Regions from separate parts of the Sus scrofa genome. Here all the other regions are linked to region 1. Evidence: chromatin contacts called from public HiChIP or PLAC-seq data. All regions are on one chromosome and are shown on one strand. The core of a region is the stretch at or near the end of the contact, and the rest is flanking DNA. Distances in the headings are between cores, read along the strand shown. Region 1 holds the start of NCDN (neurochondrin). Region 2 holds the start of CLSPN (claspin). Region 3 holds the start of C6H1orf216 (UPF0500 protein C1orf216 homolog).

Region 1 (4,430 bases), core at 903-3,402:
TTATATAAATCTTGGCAGCATTACAAGAATTGCTGAATTGTGAAGAAGGAATTCAAAAGTCCTCTGCCCTAAATATGCACCTGTCATCCACATCTGGCAAATGACACAGACTGACAACACAAAGTCCCAGCCAGCACTGTATAGGTTGGATATTAATACCAATTAATACCAGGAAATAGACAAACGCACACACAGAGCTACAAAGCTAAGGTATGGCTCACCCAAGAAAAAGCTTTAATTGAGCCTTAAGCATCTGAAGTACTTCATCTTTCTCATGTGCTTCCATCCATTACTATTTCTAGTGGTTTGTAGTTGTATGTTAGGGAGAAGGGGGCAACAAGGTCTGTGGTCCAGAGACACACTTAAGAGATTATGAAATGGAGCCTAAGCCAGAAAGTATATCCAGCAACTTTTCTAGACTTTCACGATGGAATGGGTGAGAGAGAGAGAGAGAGAGAGAGAGTGTGTGTGTGTGTGTGTGTGTGTGTGTGTGTGTATGAATCTCATCCAACACATTTCTGCCTACCACAAAAGGATTTTAAATTCAAGGTGACTCAACACCTGTCATCAATAGCGTGGCAGGTGGGCGACAGAAGCATAAAAGAAATGAATAGCTTTTGAAAATGGGAGTAATAAACACCATTGGATTAGCAAGATGATTAGAAGTGCAATGTCTCGCAAATCATGCATGAGAGAGAGGCAGTTATTTTCCTGTGAACTCCCAGCCATTCCTCCGAAACCTACAATTGCCTAAGGGCACAAATCACTCCTAGGGTCCAGCCAGAGGCTTGCTGACCAGAGGCAAGAACAATACATCACCAAGATCCAAATGGTTTGTTATAGAAGCAAAGGGAAACAGCCCATGGAGAGAACACACACCCCCACAATACTTGACAAATGAAAATCTAGAAAAGCTTGCAATAGTTCTGGCATTTAGGGCGTTACAAGTACACCCGAAATAAAAGCACTCTCTGTTGCAGCAGCTGTTCAGACAGAGCAGGGGGTAATGTTTACTTAATACTTCAGGTTGATGGGGGATGTATCATAGTTCAGTCTGTCAGCTACATACGTGGAACTCCATTTATGTACCCAGCGATAAGATATGTTTGAGCAACGACAGAGCACGGCTGAAACAGCCTATTCAGCTGGTATGAGTAATCAAGAATAAAGCTCCTTAAAAAGAAAAGTCTAAGATATTTGGGAAAGTTACAGAACAGACTGCCATGAATAGCTTTGCTTATATTTGCAGACATTGTTTTCCAAATAGCTGGAAAAATGAACAGATTGTTCTGGGAGGTCGTCTTTCCAGTTTGTTCCTAGCTTCCAGTCTGATTAATCAGATAAGAAAACACACGGAGAGTCGGCTAATGCTCCTCACTAACTGCATCTACTGTCGGTTGGACACAACCTCCCTGAGGTGAGAGAAAGCAAAGCTTTCCTGGAATCTCGCCAGAGGTCTTTTCTCTTGACTTCCTTCATTTCACCTTTGTGCTCACTGCGGCCACCACAGGACCCTTCTGTGGGGCATAATTTTCCAAGTCCTGAATAAGACAGGTTTCGCATCATAATTCACACGTAGTGCTCAGCCCCGCCCCCCTTATTCTGTTCAACTTTCTGTCTTGGTGGGGGAACAAACACCAGGGACAGTAGCTATGGGCGAGGGAAGAAGACCAGCTGAGTTTCGAGGCCATTCTGTCTGTCGGGGAATAGAGGGAGCCGCATGACCAGGCCCGGGCGGGATTCAACCTGGAACTCGAGCTCCGAACCTGCAAAACCAGAAACAGCTGGCTGCTCTAGTGGGACCAGGAGCACCACCTCCGGGTCCCAGCGCACACACAGAAAGAGCCTCTCCCGCTTGCCCCTCCCTTGAGCTCGTGGTCCTCCGCCTGGCAGCCAGCCGCCCCCGGCCACCTACCGGGGCTCAGGGCCACACAGCGGGGCCCCGGCTCTCGGCGGCCTCCGCCTCCTCCCGGTCCATGGGGTCAGGGCCCCAACCTTCGCTCCTCTCACCCAGAGGAGGAGGAAAAGGAAGAAGGGGGTGCGGGCTCCCCACCGGGATAGCTCCCTCTCGCCTCAGCCTCTCCGGTCAGCTACGGCGGCCGAAACACCGCCCCCTCCCACCTCCCGGGCTCAACCCGGAAACACACTTCGCATCCTAAGCAAGCCCTCCTGCCCCCGGAAGCTCAATTCCATCCTCGAGCCAGAGGTGGAGGAGGGATAGTGCCGGGGGAGGGGGGGGTTAGAACTACGCACGAGCGAAGGAAGCGGGGTCCCCAAGGTGTCGCCTCCTGCTCTTCCGAGGCGGTCTGCACCTTCACCCGCCCTGCGGAGCCCCAGGCCTCAGACTCTGGCAATACCCATAAGCAAGATGGCGGCAGCGGCAGCACCCCCTACGGCTTAGCGCCCAGCCGTGCCATTGGCCAGAGCCTGGAGTGAGGCCGCGGCGGATTGGTCGAGAGCGGTGCGGGGGTGGGGGTGGAGCTGCAGCAGCCTGGAGCCAGGAGTGGGCAACGCGGCGTGAGCAGCGGCCCCAGGCTCCTGGAGCATCGCGCTCGGAGAAGACTTCGCTGCTCGGGGCCGCAGCCTGGTGAGCTCAGCCCCCTTCAGGCCCTCCCCTACATCCCAGCTGGGGCCACTCGGAGCCGGCGCTGATCGATGCCCACACACCCCGGGGACCCTATCGCGACTCCATCGCGCCATATCGCGACATCACCGTGCTCTGTCGAGACTCCATTTTGTCACAGCCCTTTTCAGTATATAGCTATATCTTTTTTTACAAATTTGCCCTGTCATCTTTGGGGGCTGTCCCATGTCGTGATTTTGCCGTGATCTCTCCGTGACATCACCGCGCCATCGTGAAGTGTGATCTCATCGCCGCCCTGTCGTGACTTCATCAATGTCGTGTTGTGACCTGGCTGCTGCGGGACAGGTGGTGACCGCCAGGAATCCTCCTCCCCTTCTCATCTCCCCATCTCAGCAGCCCCGCTTCGATTATCCGGCTTTTGGATTCTCCGTTGTCCTGGGAGCTACCCGGGACCCCTTCTTGCTTCTCCAGCCCCTTCCGGCATCGACAGGCTGGTAGCCGGGCGGGGAGGGCGAGGAGAGGGAACGCAAAGGGTTAATTCTGCTGTTGCTTCTGCTGCTGCTGCTGCTGCAGCTTCTGCCCGAGGGAGGGAAAGGAGAGGAGGCAAGGAGCCTGCGGGGGCGACTGAGAGACCTGGCTGGAGGGGTGGGGTCCCCAGAGGGGCCTCCTAGCCTTCCCTGGTCAGCGCCCTGTTTCTTCACTTCTGCTGAAGCTTGTCTCCTGCCTTTTCTGAAGAAGGGAGGGGAAAGGAAACCCAAGATGCCCTTTTCCCTCTTGTCGGCCTGAGTCCGGATAATCGAACTTCACCCATGTATGTTTCCATTCCTCCTTGTCTGTCCTCACCACTCCTTCCCTGTATGCCTGATGGAGGGAAACAAAACCTGGCCTTTGGTGCCAGGTGGCAGCGGAGCAGTGGGGCCAGCCCCCTCCCACCCCAAGGAAATTGGTGAGGTTAGCTGTCCAGCTGGGCAGCAGGATGCATGGTCCTTCTTTCCCGCTTTCTGGAGGTGACCTTGGACCAGGGTCCCTTCTTCATCCCTAAGGACTTGTGGGTCCAGCCTCTTATAGGGGCTTCCCCAAGGGAGGTCAGTTCTGAGGAGTCCGTCCCTCCTGATCCTCCCCTCTGTGCTAATCCTTCCCTCCATCCTCCACTCCCACCCCCACCCCTCCTCTGCAGAGGGATGCTCAGTCCCTCTTGTGTTCACAGTTGGGCAAGGCGGGCATCATGGCCTCGGATTGCGAGCCAGCTCTGAACCAGGCAGAGGGCCGAAACCCCACCCTGGAGCGCTACCTTGGAGCCCTCCGTGAGGCCAAGAATGACAGCGAGCAGTTTGCAGCCCTGCTGCTAGTAAGGAACTGACTGAAAATTGGGAAGTGGGGAGGGCCGGGTGGTTGGGCCCCCAAGGAATGGGGTCAACAAGTCCCCAAAGTGGTGCTGGTAATCCTGTGGCACCAAAGAAGGCCCAAGGCATCTACCTGTGAACTCAGTTTTGCTCCCCTGAGTGTGGGAGCAAAGGGGAGAACAGGGGTTTATTCACCCCCTGGGAGCCTTGGAGGAGGCTGCCTAGGTCTGCTCTCTGGGGCATCCCAGAGCAGATGGGAGCTGACTCATAGGGTAACAGCAGCAGGTAGTAACTAGTGCAGAGTACTTGAGGGCTGGGGATAATTGTTCTGGGGGTAGAGAGAGTAGTGGGACTGGGAATGACTGGGAAAGGGTCCTAGGGGATAGCCAGGATGGCAGTATGTAGGTTGAAGGTGAAGGATCTGGTTCGGGGCTTGACCCCATTGGAGGAACTCAAGCTGGGGACAGCAGAACAGGAGCTGCAGTGCTGGGGGGGGGGGGTGT
Region 2 (4,430 bases), core at 1,079-3,578, 220 kb after region 1:
GATTAGAAGGCATCAGCACTGAGTAAACTGTGGGAGGAATTTAGCCTGGAGTGGAGAAGGGAGGTGGCTACTAGGTTTAACTCAAAACTTGAACTTTAGTTAGTTTTTCTTATCCTCTAAACTGTCCACCAGTCTGTTCATTTAGTGAATACTTCCTTTTCTTCAAACTTTCTGTCCCTTTCATTGTTTCCAGTAAATATTTGGTTTAACAGAGAAGTAGTATGGCACTATGGAAAGAACTTGGAGTATGTTATCAGTAGACTGGAACCAGTTACTTGATTAAAAGTCCCAATTCCATAGCCAGCCAAGGCTGGAATCAGCTAGGAATAGAATGCAGGATTTTATTTATTTATTTATTTTTGTTGTTGTTGTTGTTGTTGTTGTTGCTATTTCTTGGGCCGCTCCCGCAGCATATGGAGGTTCCCAGGCTAGGGGTTGAATCGGAGCTGTAGCCACCAGCCTACGCCAGAGCCACAGCAACGCAGGATCCGAGCCGCGTCTGCAACCTACACCACAGCTCACAGCAACGCCGGATCGTTAACCACTGAGCAGGCAGGGACCGACCGCACTCATGGTTCTAGTCGGATTCGTTAACACTGGCCACGGGATCTATTTTTATTTTTTATTTTTTTGTCTTTTTAGGGCCGCACCCACGGCATGTGGAGGTTCCCAGGCTAGCAGTCAAATCGGAGCTACAGCTGCTGGCCTATGCCACAGCCACAGCAACTCGGGATCTGAGCCACTTCTGCGACCTACACCATAGCTCATGGCAATGCTGGACCCTTAACCCACTGAGCGAGGCCAGGGATCAAACCTGCAATTTCATGCTTATTAGTTGGGTTCGTTAACCACTGAGCCAAGATGGGAACTCCTAGAATGCAGAATTTAGAACTCAAATTTTTCCATGCTTTTCTGTCCTATCATGCAATGCAGAGCCTGACTTTCTTAGCTTCCCTAAGTTTTAGTCTCCTCATCCATACTGATAACTTTCTTAATAATATCTACTTTATAGGTGGTTGTGAAGATTAAATGACATGTGAAGCCCATAAGACAGTGTCTGGCCACAATGTGCCCCTAATATTTTTTTAATAATTTTTATCATACAGAAATTACTTGGCTCTATGGCTGCACACGGAAAGTGTTCAAATGACTATCTCACTACACATGTTATAGGCTGAATTGTGTCCCCTCAAAATTCACATGTTGAAATCCTAACCCCCACCCCATTATTTCAGAACTTGCTGTATTTGGAGACAGGGTCTTTAGGGAGGTAATTTAATTAAATCGAAGTCTGTAAGTTGAACCTTAATCCAGTATACTGGTGTCCTTATAAGAGGACATTTGGACACAGAAGGAAAGCCATGTGAAAACACAGGGAGAAGACGGCCATCTATAAGCAAAAGAGAGAAATCTTAGAGAAACCAACCCTTGATGTGGGATGTCTAGCCTCCATAACTGTAAGAAAATTAACTTCTGTTGTTTAAAATCACTCAGTCTGTGGTACTTTTGTAATAGCAGCTCTAGCAAATGAGTACAGCATATGCATTGTACCTTTTTATCTGGTGGACAGAGATCTGTCTCATTCTGAAGACTATGTTCTTCAATTTAAAGTCCCAACTAAACACCCCAGCTGGCTCTGCCGGGCTGACCATGCCATCTTGGAGTGGGGTTTTGCTCCTTTGGCTCTTGGCTGCTAAGGTGACGTCATCAGAGATCGCAAGTCATCAGAGAAAGCAAGACTTTTCAGTGACTAGTGACTTGCTGAGCAGAGGTGCTCGTCATCGTCTGCAAGAGAATGCATCGTTCATCATAGTCCATTCCCGTGGTGCTTTCAGCTACATGGGTCAGGACCGGCACCTCAGTGTACAGTCTTGGATGAAGAAGTGGAGGGAAAATGCTGTGTCTGTGGTGACCCCGGTGTTTTCAGTCCTGGGACACTCACTGGAGAGAGAGAAGACAGAGGTGAAAGAAGAGGTCTGAAGTGGGAGATCTCGGGACCCTTTCCACCGACAGAAGTGGAGAGCTGTGTCTGTGGATCCGGGGTTCTGGTCCCCATCTTTCGCGGAGGCTCTGGGAGTGTAGCGTGTAGGGCCCCACGGCCCTTCGCCCAGGAAGGCCGCCCTGGGCCACAGGACAGTGCAGGCGGGCGCGCGCGCACTCGACACATCCTCGGGGTGCTGCCCTCTCTGGGCAAGCGCCCGCCCCCCTCTCCACCCTGCCCCTGCCCCCCGCCGGGCTGGGTGGACCCGGCGTCCGGGGCCGCGCACGCCTCCTCCGCGAGCCAGGACCCCGGGCCGCGCGCGCCCCACAACCCGCGCCCCCTCCCCGCCTGGCGGGCGCGCGCCCCGGCTCCCGCTCCCGCTGGCAGCGGCGGCGGCGGGGATTGTTTTTGTTGCCGCTGAGGCCGGAAGAGCCGTGGGAGCCGAGTCCCTGTCCCCCGGCCGGGCGCCGCCGCCGCCCCCTGCCCAGCGCCCGCGTCTCCGCGGCGCCCCCCCAGCGCCAATATTCCGGAGATCAAGCGTTACGCGGCGGCGGCGGCGGGGCCCGGAGCGGGAGGCGCCGGGGACCGGGGCGAGGCGGCCCCCGCCGCCGCCATGGAAGCAGTGGGACCCGGTGAGGAGCGCGCTCGGTCTGGGACGGGGACTGCACCCCGGCACGGGTGGGCAGGAGGGCCGGCCGCTCCCTGTGGCCCTCATCGAGTCGCGCGTACCTGGGTTGGGCCATTAGGCCTGGGGGAAGGGGACTGGTGCCCCATGGCACAAGGCAGAGGGAGCTGACCTGGGCCTCGGGGCGGGGGGGCGCGGGGACCGCGCCCCAACAAGGAGAGATGAGCCAGTTCTTAAGGTCTAAGAGAGGGAGGCCCAGGAAGGTGACCTGCGTACCCAGGTAGAGGGGAGACCTGACCCAACCTCAGAGAGCTGTGCTCCGCGGTGGAGGCGAGGCCAGTTTGGGCCTCAGAAGGGACGATCTGTGCGCAGTGGAGGCCTGTACCGGCAAGGACTACCCCACCTACTACCAGGAGTATTTTTGGCTTGAGGCCGCACCCCTATTTTTCTTTGCACTGGCAGGCAGTTCAGAGCCCTCAGATAAAGAAGAAAGAGAACTTCCCTTAAACACTTCTCATTACCACCGAAGGCCAAGGGGCAAAGTGCCCACCCTTTCTCAAAGGCCCTGAAATCTTGGGGAATCTAGTCCTATGCCTCGGTCTGTGAGTCTGTGTCACAGACCCAGTGATCTGTGCTAGTGCCTTAGTGACGGCCGAGTTACTCGCCAGCGCGCGCGCTCCAGCAGAAGCTTTAACGCCCCAAGTGTCTTCTAATTGGGTTATGGGTAGTTGTGAGGATCAAATGAAGGAGAAAGTGCTTTGGAAACTGTAATTCCCCATCATTGTGAATGGCCTCTGGTTATCTCCCCAGTTCTGCCCAAAGCGGGGGAACCATTCCTGGTTGTAACCAATACCCTGCAGATTGGCATCTGGTGTTCTTACTTGGAACCCCAACAAGTTTCTAATGTCTTGGCTAAGTAGGGCAGGGTTTAGGGGCTGTGTTAGAATTAACTTTTAACGTTATACCTTGTCTACACAGTGGACTTTGTTGTAAAGCATTTCATTTTTATAGTGTGTAGAAAATTCAGTCTACCATTTGAGCTTGGAAACTTTGCAGGTTTGTTTACTTAAAACTTGTTTACATAGCTGAATGGTGAAACCCCACCTTAATTTGCTACTTAAAGTATTTTTTAAAGGCCCTCATAATCAAATTTCACATGCCTTTTAAAAATAAATTGGTTTTGTCACAATATTATTTGATCACCCTCAATGTGAGTATTACACTGGGCTATTTCAGCTATGTCCCCCGGCTAAAGGCATGATCAGGTCTTTAGGAATGTGACAGACTTCTGTTCAAATCCAGTCTAGTAATTTGATAGTTGTATAACCTTGGGCAAATTACTTAATTCCTTTGAACTTTCATTTCCTCATCTATAAAATGAGGGTAATAATAATTATGTGCTGCAAGATTGTTGTGAGAATCAAATAAGAATGTATATGAGAAATCTTGTTGGAGAGAGTAATGCATTATGGATACTTAACAAATGGTTTTTCCCTCCCTTCCCTGTTAGTAAGTCATAATTGAATCAACTGTTGCATTTATGAGCTGATATTGAAAGAGACTTCAACTGTTGCATTTATGAGCTGATATTGAAAGAGACTATGTAACTGTGTATACAGATGAAATTCATGGGAAAGATTGCCCTGACTCTTGGTGCGGGGGGAGCTGATTTTAGCTTTTGCAGATTGGAGGGCTTATCAGTTCACCTTGGATTGTGGAAAATTAATTCTCACTAACCATATTTATAAGACATTAATGAGTCAGCCAAAATGTCGCATAGATCTTTTCTGTTAACTGAGATATTTTCTTGTCTGCTGTCTAGCA
Region 3 (4,430 bases), core at 1,005-3,504, 140 kb after region 1:
ACACAGAGAGGGAAAGAGAAAGAGAACGTGCGTCTGTACATACATCTCCCCTCGCTTTCACTTGGTTAGGGCTGTTTCTGGATTACTGACTGCTGTGGCCTTTTCGCTGATCTCTCTGCCTCTAGTTAAAAATTTAACTTTGGGAGTTCCCGTGTGGCACAGTGGAAACAAATCTAACTAGTAACCATGAGGTTGCAGGTTCGATCCTTGGCCTCACTCAGTGGGTTAAGGATCCAGCGTTGCCATGAGCTGTGGTGTAGGTCACAGATGCGGCTCGGATCCTGTGTGGCTGTGGCTGTGGCATAGGCTGGCAGCTGTAGCTCAGATTTGACCCCTAACCTGGAAACCTCCATATGGCAGGGTGTGGCCCTAAAAAGCAAAAAAAAAAAAAAAAAAGTAAATTTGTCATGGCTCCCCCCAACAAACTCTGGCTAAACCCCTTTATGGCCTACAAGGCCGTGCTTCATCTGGCCCCTGCTCACGGCTCCAGAATTGCTTCTTGCCACTCTGCCCCTCCCACCACCCCAAACTGCTCAGAGATCTCAGGACACACCATTATTCTCATTACACAGTTCCCTTGGCCTACACTACCCTTCCTCTCCCCTTCCCTCCAAACTCCTCCCTTTGCCACCCAGACAATTCCTTTTTGTACCTCAAAACTCAGCTCTAATAGCCCCACCTCTCTAAGCCATCTGGATATTCTCCCCTCTGCCCAAAAGACACTAACACAGCTAACTGTGCCTTCTTCTGAATCCCCACTGCCCTGGGTCTTTTTGCCATTTTCTTGGGCTGCTCCTGCGGCACATGGAGGTTCCCATGCTAGGGGTCGAATTGGAGCTGTAGCTGCAGGCCTACGCCAGAGCCACAGCAACGCGGGATCCGAGCCGTGTCTGCAACCTACACCACAGCTCACGGATCCTTAACCCACTGAGCAAGGCCAGGGATCCTAGTCGGATTCGTTAACCACTGAGCCATGACGGGAACTCCCATGTTTGTTTCTTGATGGTCAGTAAATGTCTATTCAAGTTTTTGGGGTTTTGCTTTTTTATCTGTCTTACAATAGCAGCTTCCACTTCTGGCTCTGTGACTAGAGATAGAATTCCTCTATATATCTTCCATCATATTCAGGAGCCAGTATGGAGCCTGGCACTAACCAGGTACAGTAGATCCTTGCCGAGTGAGTGTGTGAATGGGGGAGGGGGACTGCAGTGGGATATCTATGCTCAGGAAGACCCCAACAACAGTAGCAGAGGCTACAGCTGAAGCCTAGGTTCGCCCCTCTGCTCAGAGAGGAACCCCCTCCCCCACTGACAAGCCTCTCTCCCCTGACCCGGCCCTTTGAAGCCTCCATGTCTAGCACAATCCCGGTGCCCCTGCCTCTAGCTTGCTCCATCCTGAGGCCCTGGAAAGAGGGCATGCCCCATTATTCTTCCTCCCCAACAACCGACCTCTCCCAAAATTAGTGTTTACTTGACGAGAGCTTTCTATTGACCATATATTACTAGGATTCGAAAAAGTGGGGGTTCAGTAAGAGTGAGGGATAGTGTAAGTGGAGGGAGCAGGGACCCTTCCCACATTCAGTAGTGGGAAGAGGTCCTAGGAGCAACGGTTTAGGGACAGTCCCTTTGTAACCTACACACTCCATCCTGTTAAGCAAGGGGCTTGGAGATCTTCCTGGCCCAATGTTTTCTTTTTTTCTAAGCTTGGGCGGGGGCCGTGAGGGAAGCTGGGATGAGTGGAGGTGGTACTAAGAATCACGGGGTTCTCAGAGACGGTAAAATGGGAATGGAGACAGCCCAGGATCAGGTTTCTCTCCAAGCTAATTAGCAATTTGCCGAGGTGGGGCGCTCTGTAAGGGTGGGAGGAGGCAGCCCCCCTTCCTGCCTAGCCTTGAGGGGGTGGGGGAAGGAGACTACCCCGGGAGACCGAGGATACTGACGGCCCTTCCTTAATCTCCCCCAAAGAGGCAGCTGGGCCGAGGCTGCGACCCCCGCCCCCTGCGGCAGGGGTCCAAACCCTCCCGCTCCGGGCCCCCACTCACGGCCTGGAGGCGCCGGCCCGCCCAGCTAGCTCTGTTCCGAAGGCCCGCGGCGGGAACTCTTCCGTCGGGGTTGTGGCGGGGGCGGGGGGGGGTTGTCCCTTGGCCTGGGCGTCCACGCGGGCAGGGGCGTGGGTGCGGGTTTTCGTGTCGCGCTCCCACCCAGGCCGGGACTGCGGAGTCGCGCGGCGTCAGCGCGGCGGGGCGGGGCGGCCAGGCCCACGTGGGTCGGTTCGGTTTTCCGCGGAGCCGCGCGAGGGCCGGAGCGCTGGAACCGCCTCCTGAGCCTTCGGCACCTTTGACCCAGCCCTTGCAGACTCTGTTTTATTTCATAACTGCGTTCACAGGATCCCTCCGATCGGTTTGCCTCACTGCACATTCAGTGACATTTTCAGAATGAAAATCTGATCATGTCTCCACCTTCCTGCCTAAAACCATTCAATGGCTTCCGCATTGCAGGCTAAATCCTTAGGGCAGCAGCCGTGGGGCTCTGAGCATCCTGCTTCACCTCTGCGGCTTCAGCCTGTGCCCTCGCCTCTGCAGCTGGGCTTCACGCCCCTTCTGCCACACTGTTCTCTCTGCCGAAAATTCTCTCCCCCATCTCATATTTCGGATCTCTTCTCAGAAAAACCTCTAACCTCCCAGATCAGATTAGTCCCCCCTTTTTATGTTATCCTCCAGGGTGTTTTATTCCTTTTCTTAATAGCAGCTATCACCATTTAAAGTTATATGTTTCTTTTGTGCTTATCTGATTAAAGTCATTTAATGAACAGAGTAATTGCTGACTCTATTGATAAAACCGAAAAGCACTGGCTGTTAAGGAGAGGCAGCCCCAGAAAAAAATATGGGACAAATTTAGCCTTCAGGTCATAGGATCTTCCAGAAGATCCCTTCTACACCCTCACCTTTACTGGACAAACCAAGCAATTGGCTATAACTTCCCCATGCTCCCCCCTCCCCCTGCCAATTAAAAACAAGCACAACTAGGAGTTCCTGTTGTGGCTCAGCAGTTAACGAACTGACTAGTGTCCATGAGGACTATGGTTCGATCCCTGGCCTCACTCTGTGGGTTAAGGTTCTGGCAGGCCATGGTGTAGGTCACAGACGCGGCTAGGATCCAGCGTTGTTGTGGCTATGGTGTAGACCGGCGGCTACAGCTCCAGTTGGACCCCTAGCCTGGGAACCTCCATAAGCCATGGGTGCGGCCCTACAAAAGACAAACAACAACAACAACAAAAACCCTCAACTAAACTAATATGGATTCATTTTTGAGTCGTAATACATTAGAAAATACCATTGTCTTTCCCCCTCCTTTCTTTTGCTTTTTTTTTTAAGAGAATTTGAGTCTGATCTCTATGATGAGGCATCCTCTTCCATTCCCAGCTTAATTCTAACTTCCCACTCTGCAATAGAGATTAAATGGCAAATTAAATCACACCAACACATCCTGTAAACAAAATAAAGGAAGTGGAAGAGAAAAATCATTTTATGATTAGGACAACTATTTTAAGAGAGAAAAGGAAATAAAACGGAAAAGGAAGAAGTAACTCAAGCTTTGGGTACTCCCCCAGCTAAAAATATATATGCGGAGGGAGTTCCCATTGTGGCATAGAAGAAACAAATCTGACTAGTATCCATGAGGATGTGGGTTTGGATGTGGGTTTGCCTCACTCAGTGGGTTAAGGATCCAGCCATGAGCTGTGGTGTAAGTCGAAGATGCGGCTTGGATGCCCACTTGCTGTGGCTGTGGCATAGGCTGGCAGCTGCAGCTCTGATTCAATCCCTAGCCTGGGAACTTCCATATGCCGTGGGTGTATCTCTGAAAAAAAAAGAGCAAAAACCAAAAAAATGTATACACATGCAGAGACCTCCATCCCATTTCTACATCAGGTCCTGAGGCCTAACTAGCCTCCCTTTCCCCTTAATCACTCTAACTTCCCCTTACCTTCAGCTGGAGTTGTCTTCCCTAGGAAGTGACCCAAATCCTCACTTGTGAAGTCTCTGAGCTTTGGCGGTCTACAGTAATGCCAGTCTCCCCATGTCACACAGCCACAACATTGTTTGATTGTTTGGTGGGCCCTAGACAGCTCCTCCTGCCTCTCCTTCCAGCCCCGTCTCTCCCAGCTCTAACTAGATGGGTCAAATGGGAGCCTGATGAGTCCAGAAACAGGACTCCTGCTCTAGGTGAGTCAGACTCCTTCTCTAGGACTTTCTGAAATAAAATGAAAGGAAGACAAAGCAGGGAAGATGTGAGCCCAGGGCTATAGCAATCACATTCCCTGCCAAGCAGAAGTCAGTCTGTAGAAGGAGAAATTAGTGTTGACATACAGACACAGAAAGATAGAAGGCCTGGTGATAGTCCTGTTCCTGTTTCCTGAAGTCCTTGTATTCC

The links. HiChIP or PLAC-seq counts read pairs in DNA pulled down with a chosen protein or histone mark.
Region 2: an H3K27ac HiChIP or PLAC-seq map of alveolar macrophages shows a contact between it and region 1. The contact joins the promoter of CLSPN here to the promoter of NCDN in region 1. A contact is called at or near these places in 1 of 5 promoter capture datasets (fetal liver) and 1 of 2 datasets of contacts at active chromatin or transcription factors (alveolar macrophages).
Region 3: an H3K27ac HiChIP or PLAC-seq map of alveolar macrophages shows a contact between it and region 1. The contact joins the promoter of C6H1orf216 here to the promoter of NCDN in region 1. A contact is called at or near these places in 2 of 5 promoter capture datasets (fetal skeletal muscle and liver), 17 of 47 Hi-C or Micro-C datasets (adipocytes, adipose tissue, alveolar macrophages and 12 more) and 2 of 2 datasets of contacts at active chromatin or transcription factors (alveolar macrophages and skeletal muscle).

The regions. Positions count from the first base shown.
Region 1 is chr6:91,745,398-91,749,827 of Sscrofa11.1, forward strand. NCDN (neurochondrin) reads left to right here and starts at 2,153. Exons shown (of 7, transcript XM_021095914.1): 1 at 2,153-2,929; 2 at 3,792-3,932. The coding sequence starts at 2,897. KIAA0319L (dyslexia-associated protein KIAA0319-like protein homolog) reads right to left here and starts at 2,393. Exons shown (of 21, transcript XM_021095912.1): 1 at 2,254-2,393.
Region 2 is chr6:91,965,742-91,970,171 of Sscrofa11.1, forward strand. CLSPN (claspin) reads right to left here and starts at 2,329. Exons shown (of 26, transcript XM_021095923.1): 1 at 1,552-2,329. AGO4 (argonaute 4, RISC catalytic component) reads left to right here and starts at 2,595. Exons shown (of 18, transcript NM_001194972.1): 1 at 2,595-2,613. The coding sequence starts at 2,595.
Region 3 is chr6:91,888,249-91,892,678 of Sscrofa11.1, forward strand. It overlaps C6H1orf216 (UPF0500 protein C1orf216 homolog), which reads right to left and starts at 2,255. Exons shown (of 2, transcript XM_021095921.1): 1 at 2,042-2,255.